Regions from separate parts of the Mus musculus genome. Here all the other regions are linked to region 1. Evidence: chromatin contacts called from public Hi-C data. All regions are on one chromosome and are shown on one strand. The core of a region is the stretch at or near the end of the contact, and the rest is flanking DNA. Distances in the headings are between cores, read along the strand shown.

Region 1 (2,835 bases), core at 107-2,606:
TTTAAATGAATATAGCATATAGAACAGTGCCTGATAATGACAGGTGTCACATAAACGGTAGCTGTGATTATTCAAAGTCTTTTCCACCTTCACTTCTAGGGGGTCCGCCTACCACCAGTGATGCCTAGATCCTGATACATTTGCATCACCTTCTATAAACAAGATGGCAAGAGAGGGATTGGCTCCATCTCCAAGCCCATGAGGAATAAGGCTCCTTCTGGCCCAAAGATGGGGAACATCACTACAGAAAACTCCTCACTATCTTGCCCCATCGACCACACCATCCACCAGACACTAGCCCCAGTGGTCTATGTGACCGTGCTGGTGGTGGGCTTCCCAGCCAACTGCCTGTCCCTCTACTTCGGGTACTTGCAGATCAAGGCCCGGAATGAGCTGGGAGTGTACCTGTGTAACCTGACCATTGCAGACCTGTTCTATATCTGTTCACTTCCCTTCTGGCTGCAGTACGTGCTTCAGCACGACGACTGGTCCCATGGTGACCTATCCTGCCAGGTGTGTGGCATCCTCCTCTATGAGAACATTTACATCAGCGTGGGCTTCCTCTGCTGCATCTCCATCGACCGCTACCTGGCTGTGGCCCACCCCTTCCGCTTCCACCAGTTCCGCACCCTGAAGGCAGCCGTGGGTGTCAGTGTGCTCATCTGGGCCAAGGAGCTGCTGACCAGCATCTACTTCCTCAATCACAAGGAGGTCATTGAGGACGAGGACCAGCACCGAGTCTGCTTTGAGCATTACCCTATCCAGGCCTGGCAGCGTAGCATCAACTACTACCGCTTCCTGGTGGGCTTTCTCTTCCCCATCTGCCTGCTGCTGGCCTCCTACCAGGGCATCCTGCGGGCTGTGCGCCGCAGCCACGGCACACAGAAGAGCCGCAAGGACCAGATTCAGCGGCTGGTGCTCAGCACCGTGGTCATCTTCCTGGCTTGCTTTCTACCCTACCACGTGCTGCTGCTGGTACGCAGCCTCTGGGAGAGAAACTGTGAGTTTGCCAAGAGCATCTTCAACGTCTATCACTTCTCCCTCCTCCTCACCAGCTTCAACTGTGTAGCTGACCCGGTGCTGTACTGCTTTGTCAGTGAGACCACTCACAGGGACCTAGCCCGCCTCCGAGGAGCCTGCCTAGCTGTCCTTACCTGCTCTAGGACAAGCAGGGCCAGGGAGGCCTACCCTCTGGGTGCCCCTGAGGCCTCTGGGAAAAGTGGGGCCCAGGGCGAGGAACCTGAATTGTTAACCAAGCTCCACTCAGCCTTCCAGACCCCTAGCTCACTGGGAGTGGGAGGGCCCTCCACAGTGGGGTTGGCCTAGCTTGAGTCACGTGTATGAGGCTAAGTTAGGCCCTGAGCTTTCACCAACAGGCCTTGTGGTCGGGAGCTTGCATGGTGGCTGTCTCCCACTTTACCATGTACGGGTGCCTCTCTCCTCAGGAAGGAACCATGGTTTGGGCCACAGCCAGGTCCCTCTGGCCCCTGGAAACCTGCTCCGTGTCCTGAGCCTGGGCACTGCTGACTGTGTGAATGAGCCCTGTCTCCTCCCATGTTCTTGGTGGCCGCCTGGGCTGCAGATGGGAGGGAGTCGGCATCGTCACTTCCAGGAGATTTGCAAAGAGCAGCAGGCCTGGGGTGCGGAGAGGAGGGTAGGACCCTGCGTGGTCACCTGCCAAGCCTTCCAGTGCCCCTGTTGTCACAGACGATACCAGCCCAAGTGTGCTATGGTCTTGTGTGACACAGGAAGCTATATAGCCACCATCAGTATTTGAGCTTGCCTCTAAACTAGTCTAGGCCAGAGGACTGGTTAAGGTGAAGAACAGGGGCGGGGTTGGTGGCTAGGGATAACAGCAGAGAGGCAGTCAGGGAAGAAACCCCAGCATCAGGCACGTCTCACTTTACAGAACTTATGGAACAGGGCCCCACCCCCAAGGGCTGATGGCAAAGAAACCCCAGGGATGCCGGAGAGATGTCAGGGGCCCTCAAAACATCGTACTAAAGCTTAATAAGAAGACTTAGGCCTAAAACTGCGTCCTTAGCCAAGTTCCTGGCACACAGGGTTTCTCTGTGTAGCCCTGGCTGTCTTGGAACTCACTCTGTAGACCAGGCTGGCTTCGAACTCAGAAATCCGCCTGCCTCTGCCTCCCAAGTGTTAGGATTAAAGGCGTGCGCCACCACTGCCCAGCCCTAATTAGCTTTTTGTGTCCGTCTAGTCTAAGTGTCAGACCTGAGAGCCTAAGGGAGAAGAAAGAGGGAGAATATAAAAAAAATGGCAGGGTGTCCATGGCAACTGTATGCCAAGACATTGATACTAACTAGGATCATGTATCTGTTGTCAGTAATTCCTACCCTTCTCCCCATGCACCATAGAGCATCCAGCAGCTTTTGAGAGGAGTGTGACAGTGACAGTTTCCCAGAGTTCCTAAGTGCAATGAACTAACCACACACACACACACACACACACACACACACAATCATGTCTCGTGACCACAGGTTTGGCTTAAGCTGCATTTTGGTATAGGAGAGTTGGCAGAGATGGCTGCATGCCAGAAAGACCTACACCTTCCCCAGCCTCGGTCCTTACAGGCCAATGGTGATAGCTAAGTGTTCTGTGCCTCCTCATCCCACAGTATTTCCCCTGTTTGACCTGAAATTCTGGATTCTCACTGGCTTGGACTGGAGCAAGCTAAGCCCAGCTCCCCTTACTAAGGAGTGCTGTATTTTTGTATTGTTTTCTCTCTTATGCCAAGTATCCCTGTGTTGGACTGTGAGGTGGGTTTATGTAGTGACTTCAGTCAGCAAATAAAACAAAGTAGCCAATCATAGCAGA
Region 2 (2,835 bases), core at 160-2,659, 300 kb after region 1:
TGTGTGTGTGTGTGTGTGTGTGTTCATACATTCACTCATGCTCGTACATACACACACATGTGAAGGAGAAAAGACAACTCATGGAAGTCAGTTCTTTGCTCAGCCATGTGGGATGCTGAGGGACAAACTCAGAGTGGCATGTTGGCCAGCAGACATCCTTACTGTGCCAAGCCACTTCACCTGGCCCAGAATGTTTCTTGGTGTATCTTCAGTCAGGGAAGCACAAAGCAGATGGCTGTAACAGAAGCTACCACAGCCTCACAGAGGAGTGAACACTAGCTAGAAAGTGGACAGAACTCTAGTCCACACTTCTAGCAACAAATACTTCAGTGAAAAATATTTAGCTCTTATTTCTGAGCCTCAGATTATTTCTGAGACAAATAAAAAAAAAAGAAAGAAATTATCTCTCTCATCATAACTGAAAAGCTTGAAGAATTACCACATAATTATTTCTACTTCCTTTATAAAAGAACCTATTTTGTTAATTTCATCAAGTGTAGGTTTCACATTTCCCCACCACTGAGTCAATATCCATCTCTAAGTTGGAAATCATGTCTCCTACTGGTGGTGCTTCTCTGTCTTAATGCTATATAGCATGATGGTATCACCTTGTTTTGAAGACTGAGTAAGAAATCTTTAAAATTCAATTCAGTAAGAACTGAGAATATTTTAAAGAAGGCACATAAAGAAACAACAGAGGATTGAATTAGAATAATACAGAACGAGTTAGTTACTCAGACAGTGTGTATGGGAAACAAGAGGCAGTATCTCACTCAATATTGAATGGGGTTGAATGAGCTACAATAGCAAGCCCTCCAGTGTACACACACACTTGACTCATGGCACTTTTACTTCGTAATCAGTCCAGCGACCCAAAGGGAAACCAGTGTAAGAGGAGAACTCAGTGAGTCCCTAGAAAATAGGGGTTGGTATCACAGCCACAGAATACACTTCAACCACTATAGCAGTATTTTATGGTTTGGGGGAGATGTTGGTTGGTCGGTTGGTTGGTTGGTTGGTTGGCTTTCATTTTGGCTTAATTCTTTTCTGCCAAGGCTCAGTACAAAAGTAATTTATTCTGTTATCTCTGAGGTTATGTCTTGGTGCCCTCTAGAGGACACTGAGATTCCTGCATTAAGAAAGCTTCAGGCACCTTCCACATACTACAGACTGAAAATGGGATCATTCTTGGAAAAAAAATATTTTTAATCCTTAGTTTGAAATATGTACTCTTATTTAAATCAGACTTGCTAGTAACTGTGCTCTTAGCTAAGAGTGGTGGCGCACACCTTTAATCCCAGCACTTGGGAGGCAGAGGCAAGCATATCTCAGTTCAAAGCCAGTGAGTTTACATAGAGTAATGGTTCTCAACATGTGGATCGTTTGACCACCAAACCTTTCACAGGGGTCATCTAAGACCATCATAAAACATGGATATTCACACTATGATTCATAACAGGAGCAAAGTTATGGTTACAAAGTAGCAATGAAAATAGTTTTCTGGTTGAAGGTCATCACAACATGAGGAACTGTAGTAAGGATCACAGCATTAGGGAGGTCGAGAACTGTTGCAGTAGAGAGTTCCAGCCTGCTAGAGCTACCAAGTAAGACTCTGTCTTTAAAAAAGAAAAAACAAAGTAACCATATCTATTGTTCATAATATAGTTTGATTTTTTTTTTGACTTGTCCCAATCTTCTTGCTGTGCTCTAGAAGATAAAGTGGGATGACTTAGCTGCCAAAAAAGTGCCTGCGCCATTCAAGCCGGTGATCCGGGATGAGTTAGATGTGAGTAACTTCGCTGAAGAGTTCACAGAGATGGACCCCACCTACTCTCCCGCTGCCTTGCCACAGAGCTCCGAGCGACTGTTTCAGGTAAAGTTGCAGCATGCCAGACATGCTTTGGAAGAAAGCCAGTTTTCCTAGTGAGGTGGTTTGTTGGCATAAAATAAGAATTCTATAATCTCTTCAGAACTAAATTTAGAGATATGTTGAGGTACTATCTGGAAGTTTGCAGTTTACTAAATAGATTTTATTATAGTTTTTAATGTGTATGTTTTAGGTTTTTTTGTTGTTTTGTTTTGTTTTTTTGAGACAGAAGTTGGAGTTTTGGGATTTGGATTGTTTAGTGGGATATTTTGTCTGTTCATTTGAGACAGGGTCATGCTGTGTAACCCTGGCTATTCTGGAGCTCACTATATATAACAGACGCGTCTTGAACTTCTGCTTCTCCGTAGCTCGGATCAAAGGTGTGCATTCGAACAACCAACCTCTGTTTGTTTTTTATGACGAGGTATTCATTTTATACTTGAAAATTCATTTCTGCTGAGGCTCATGTGAAAATTATAATGCTATTTTATTTTTTACTCCATTCTTTAAACTATTCAGTGTTACCTGGACCTTTATCTTCAGTGAATAATAAATTATACATGCTCTCTAATTCTTAAAGTCTTGAATCGAGGGGGCCAGAGATGTAGAGTGCTCACCTAGCCGGCAGGAAACTCTGGCTTTAGTTTCTAGTACTGCATAAAACTGGGTCTGGTAGCACTCACCTGAAATCCCAGTGTTCCAGAGGGTAAGAAGTTCAGGGTCACCCTCAGCTACACAGTGAACACAGCTGCCAGTAGAACCCTGTCTCAAAAAAACAAAAATCAAAAACGGAAGGGAGGGAGACAAACAGATTTATTTTTAAAGACTTTGGGTTTAAAGTCCATGATTTCCATGCAATGATGGGCTATAATCTGGAAATGTGAGCTAAAATAAGTCCTTCCACTCCAAGTTGGTTTTGCCAAAATATTGTTTAAAGATTTATTTTTATAGTTTTGTACGTGTATGTA
Region 3 (2,835 bases), core at 210-2,709, 270 kb after region 1:
ACCTAAACCACACAAAGACCCAACAAAGGAAGAGAATTTCAGACCAGTTTTGCTTATGAATATTGATGCAAAAATACTCAAAATTCTAGCAAACCAAATTGAAGAACACATCAAAACCATCATTCACCATGACCAAGTAGACTTTATTCCAGGGATGGAAGGTTGGTTCAATACTACAAAAATCCATTAATGCAATCTACTACATAAATAAACTCAAAGAAAAAAAATCATACGATCATCTCATTAGATGCTGAAAAAGCATTTGATAAAATACAACAGCCCTTCAAGATATCATTTATATGTGATAATATGCTAGAATCCAAGTTTAAAAATTGTAATCTAAAGCACTTCTGGTCTTAAGCATTGTAGGTACGAAATAATTAATTGGTCTTCAGGTCTGACTGCTTTTTGGAATTTTCCAAAACTAGTCCCGAGTGTCTTGTTTAGGATTTTTGTTGCTGTGATAAAACATTATGCCCACACAATCCTTGGAGAAGAATGGGTTTATTTTATCTTACAACTCTCAGGTCATACTTTTTCCCTGAGGGAAGTCAGGACAGGAATTTGGAAGCAGCAGTTGAAGCAGAAGCCAAAAAGAAGTGCTGCCTACTGCCATGCTCCCCGGGCTTTTTCCGTCGGCCTTCCTTAGACAACTCAAGACCACCTGGCCAGAGTGTGCGGAACGTCCCAGCCCATGGACTAGGCCCTCCCACATTAATACTGAATCAAGAGACTAGCATACGAACTTCCTACAGGCAATTTGGTGGAAGCATTTTCTCAACTGAGGCTCCTCCTCCCAGATAACTCTAGTTTAAGACTAAAAGTCCTAAATTTTTATCATAGGTATATTAACTTTGTTTACTCATCCACTATGTATTTACAGATTGCTTCTAAGCTAGATAGTAAAATGAGAAAAAATTAGGGAAGCTCTTACTTTCATGACACTGTGGTTGTAGCTATAAATTTTCTTAGATATAGAATCATAGTTATAAAATAGATTTAGATGGATTTTGAGAAATTTACTTCTATTTGATTTTTGTGTGTGTGTGTGCATGTATATGAGTATTTTTCCTGCATGTGTGTCTGTGCCCCACATGTTTGCAGTGCTGTGGAGGCCAGATGAGGGTATTGGATTCCTGGAACTGGAGTTTTAGATAGATTTGAGTGGCCTCGTGGGTGTTAGGAACTGAACCTGGGTCCTCTGAGAGAGCAACAAGTGGTCTTAACTGCCAGGCTGTCTCTCCAGCTCTACTGCCAAGTCTCTTTTTTTATTTTAAAACATTTTGTTCCTTTATAAAAGTTTTAGTGGCAACTTTATTAAAATGAAGAGGATTACATGTTTATTGTTTCCTCTTTAAACTCTATTAAAGTAAAAAAGAGAAGTGTGTATATACTCTTAAAGGGAAGGGCAGATAGCGGGAACTACATTTTGGTGGATGAGACGGCCGATTGAGCTGAATCCTAGAGCAGTAAAGGAAGCGGTTCAGCAGCAGACTGCTTTGCTCCTCTGCCTCCCCAGAGCTGCTCTGGGCTATAGCGACCAGTTGTTTCTCAAGCAGAAGTGTAGATTATTAAGGAGCTGGGAGTGTTGTTTGGGTGTCCTGTAAGAAAGAAAGAAAAGAGTCCCTGTATCCCCAGGTCCTAGGCCACCCCTGTTGATTAGGTACCTATGAGGGAAGATGGACTGTATCCAAGGCACAGTTGAGAGTGAGTGTGCCATATGGAAATTACTGGGGAAAACAAACTGTGACACCCTGTACCGTCCGGGGCCCATGGCCTGTTCCAGCACCTCACTGTGAGCACAGGAGTGTCTTAGACAGGGATATCGAGGGTTCCCACTGGGAAACCAAGAGCAAAAAACTTAACAGATCGGGGCTGGAGAGATAGTTCAGTATTACGAGCACTTTATGTTCTTGCAGAGGACCTGAATACAGTTCCCAGTGCTTACATGGCAGCTCACAGCCTTTTGTCACTCCAGTTCCAGGGAATCCGATGTGATTTTATGACCTCAGACACACTTCAGATACATATGTTCAGGAAGAACACTCAGACATATAAATAAAAAGGACGCCCTGTTTTAGAAAGTTGACAGATGCTGTCATTTGGGGATTTTGAGCGTGAAACTTTGCAGCCACACCTCTGCAGAGGAGTCTGCAACCCGATAAGCCTAGGCTGCACAGAAGCATGTCTGTGGTGGTGTCTCGATCCTGTGACTAGTTTTATGATATATATTTCAGGGCAGTGGATTCTTTTGAAGTGGCATGTTTAAAGTATCTCACCACACTGCTAAAGTGTCTTTGGCATGTAGTGTGTGGGCTATCCCCTGACAGAGAGACCTGATAATTACTCTCCTCTCTCCCCATAGATGCACACATCCATTTGCTCATTTAGTCTATGTGTTTGTTGAGGACCCTTCTACGTGCTAGGTAATTAGGCTAAATACAAAGCTGGAAAGAATCACTTGGTGAGTATTTCTAGGCATGGGTGGCTGGTTACTTAGTAGCAGGAGAAAACAGACTGGGTTCCTACAGAATGGTGAAATGTTGGGACTCGGAACAAAAGAAAGCTAAAAAACAATAAGCAAAGCTGACCAGAATTAGGTAGATCTTGGATGGAATAGTCACACATCAGCAAACGTCCTATGTGACTGCAGCAATTGCTTCTCCTCTTATGATAGAAGGGTCCTTGTTTTCTGCTGGTCAGGCCAAGTGCTCTCCCCTAAGAGAATGCCGGCATTTGTTGTTTAGATGCAAAAATGTTAAGAGTTCAGGCTAAACCAGAGAAGTAAGTCATTGATAGGTTCACTACCTCACTGACTGCAACCAACTATATTTT

The links. A called contact is a pair of places that touch in the nucleus more often than the background predicts.
Region 2: a Hi-C map of bone marrow-derived macrophages shows a contact between it and region 1, with 28 read pairs. The contact joins two enhancer-like sites. A contact is called at or near these places in 1 of 484 Hi-C or Micro-C datasets (bone marrow-derived macrophages), 2 of 115 datasets of contacts at active chromatin or transcription factors (effector CD8 T cells and large pre-B cells) and 3 of 9 other capture datasets (adipose tissue, liver and pancreatic islet).
Region 3: a contact with region 1 is called in a Hi-C map of bone marrow-derived macrophages, with 28 read pairs. The contact joins two enhancer-like sites. A contact is called at or near these places in 1 of 484 Hi-C or Micro-C datasets (bone marrow-derived macrophages), 2 of 115 datasets of contacts at active chromatin or transcription factors (bone marrow-derived macrophages and large pre-B cells) and 2 of 9 other capture datasets (adipose tissue and liver).

What each region holds. Positions count from the first base shown.
Region 1 is chr12:100,876,677-100,879,511 of GRCm38.p6, reverse strand. Gpr68 (G protein-coupled receptor 68) reads left to right here. Exons shown (of 3, transcript NM_001177674.2): 3 at 100-2,830. The coding sequence starts at 229. The coding sequence ends at 1,326. Among named protein-coding and RNA genes, the nearest start is that of Gm36572, 16 kb to the left of the region's middle. Within about 2 kb of position 1,356, at least 48 of the 459 cell types and tissues checked have an H3K27ac peak or open chromatin away from gene starts, as enhancers often do. A contact at or near this core is called in bone marrow-derived macrophages, where this site is marked.
Region 2 is chr12:100,576,760-100,579,594 of GRCm38.p6, reverse strand. It overlaps Rps6ka5 (ribosomal protein S6 kinase, polypeptide 5), which reads left to right. Exons shown (of 17, transcript NM_001330702.1): 9 at 1,712-1,873. Among named protein-coding and RNA genes, the nearest start is that of Ttc7b, 57 kb to the right of the region's middle. Within about 2 kb of position 1,409, at least 12 of the 459 cell types and tissues checked have an H3K27ac peak or open chromatin away from gene starts, as enhancers often do. A contact at or near this core is called in bone marrow-derived macrophages, where this site is marked.
Region 3 is chr12:100,608,580-100,611,414 of GRCm38.p6, reverse strand. The region is part of intron 5 of Rps6ka5 (ribosomal protein S6 kinase, polypeptide 5); the gene reads left to right. Among named protein-coding and RNA genes, the nearest start is that of Ttc7b, 89 kb to the right of the region's middle. Within about 2 kb of position 1,459, at least 6 of the 459 cell types and tissues checked have an H3K27ac peak or open chromatin away from gene starts, as enhancers often do. A contact at or near this core is called in bone marrow-derived macrophages, where this site is marked.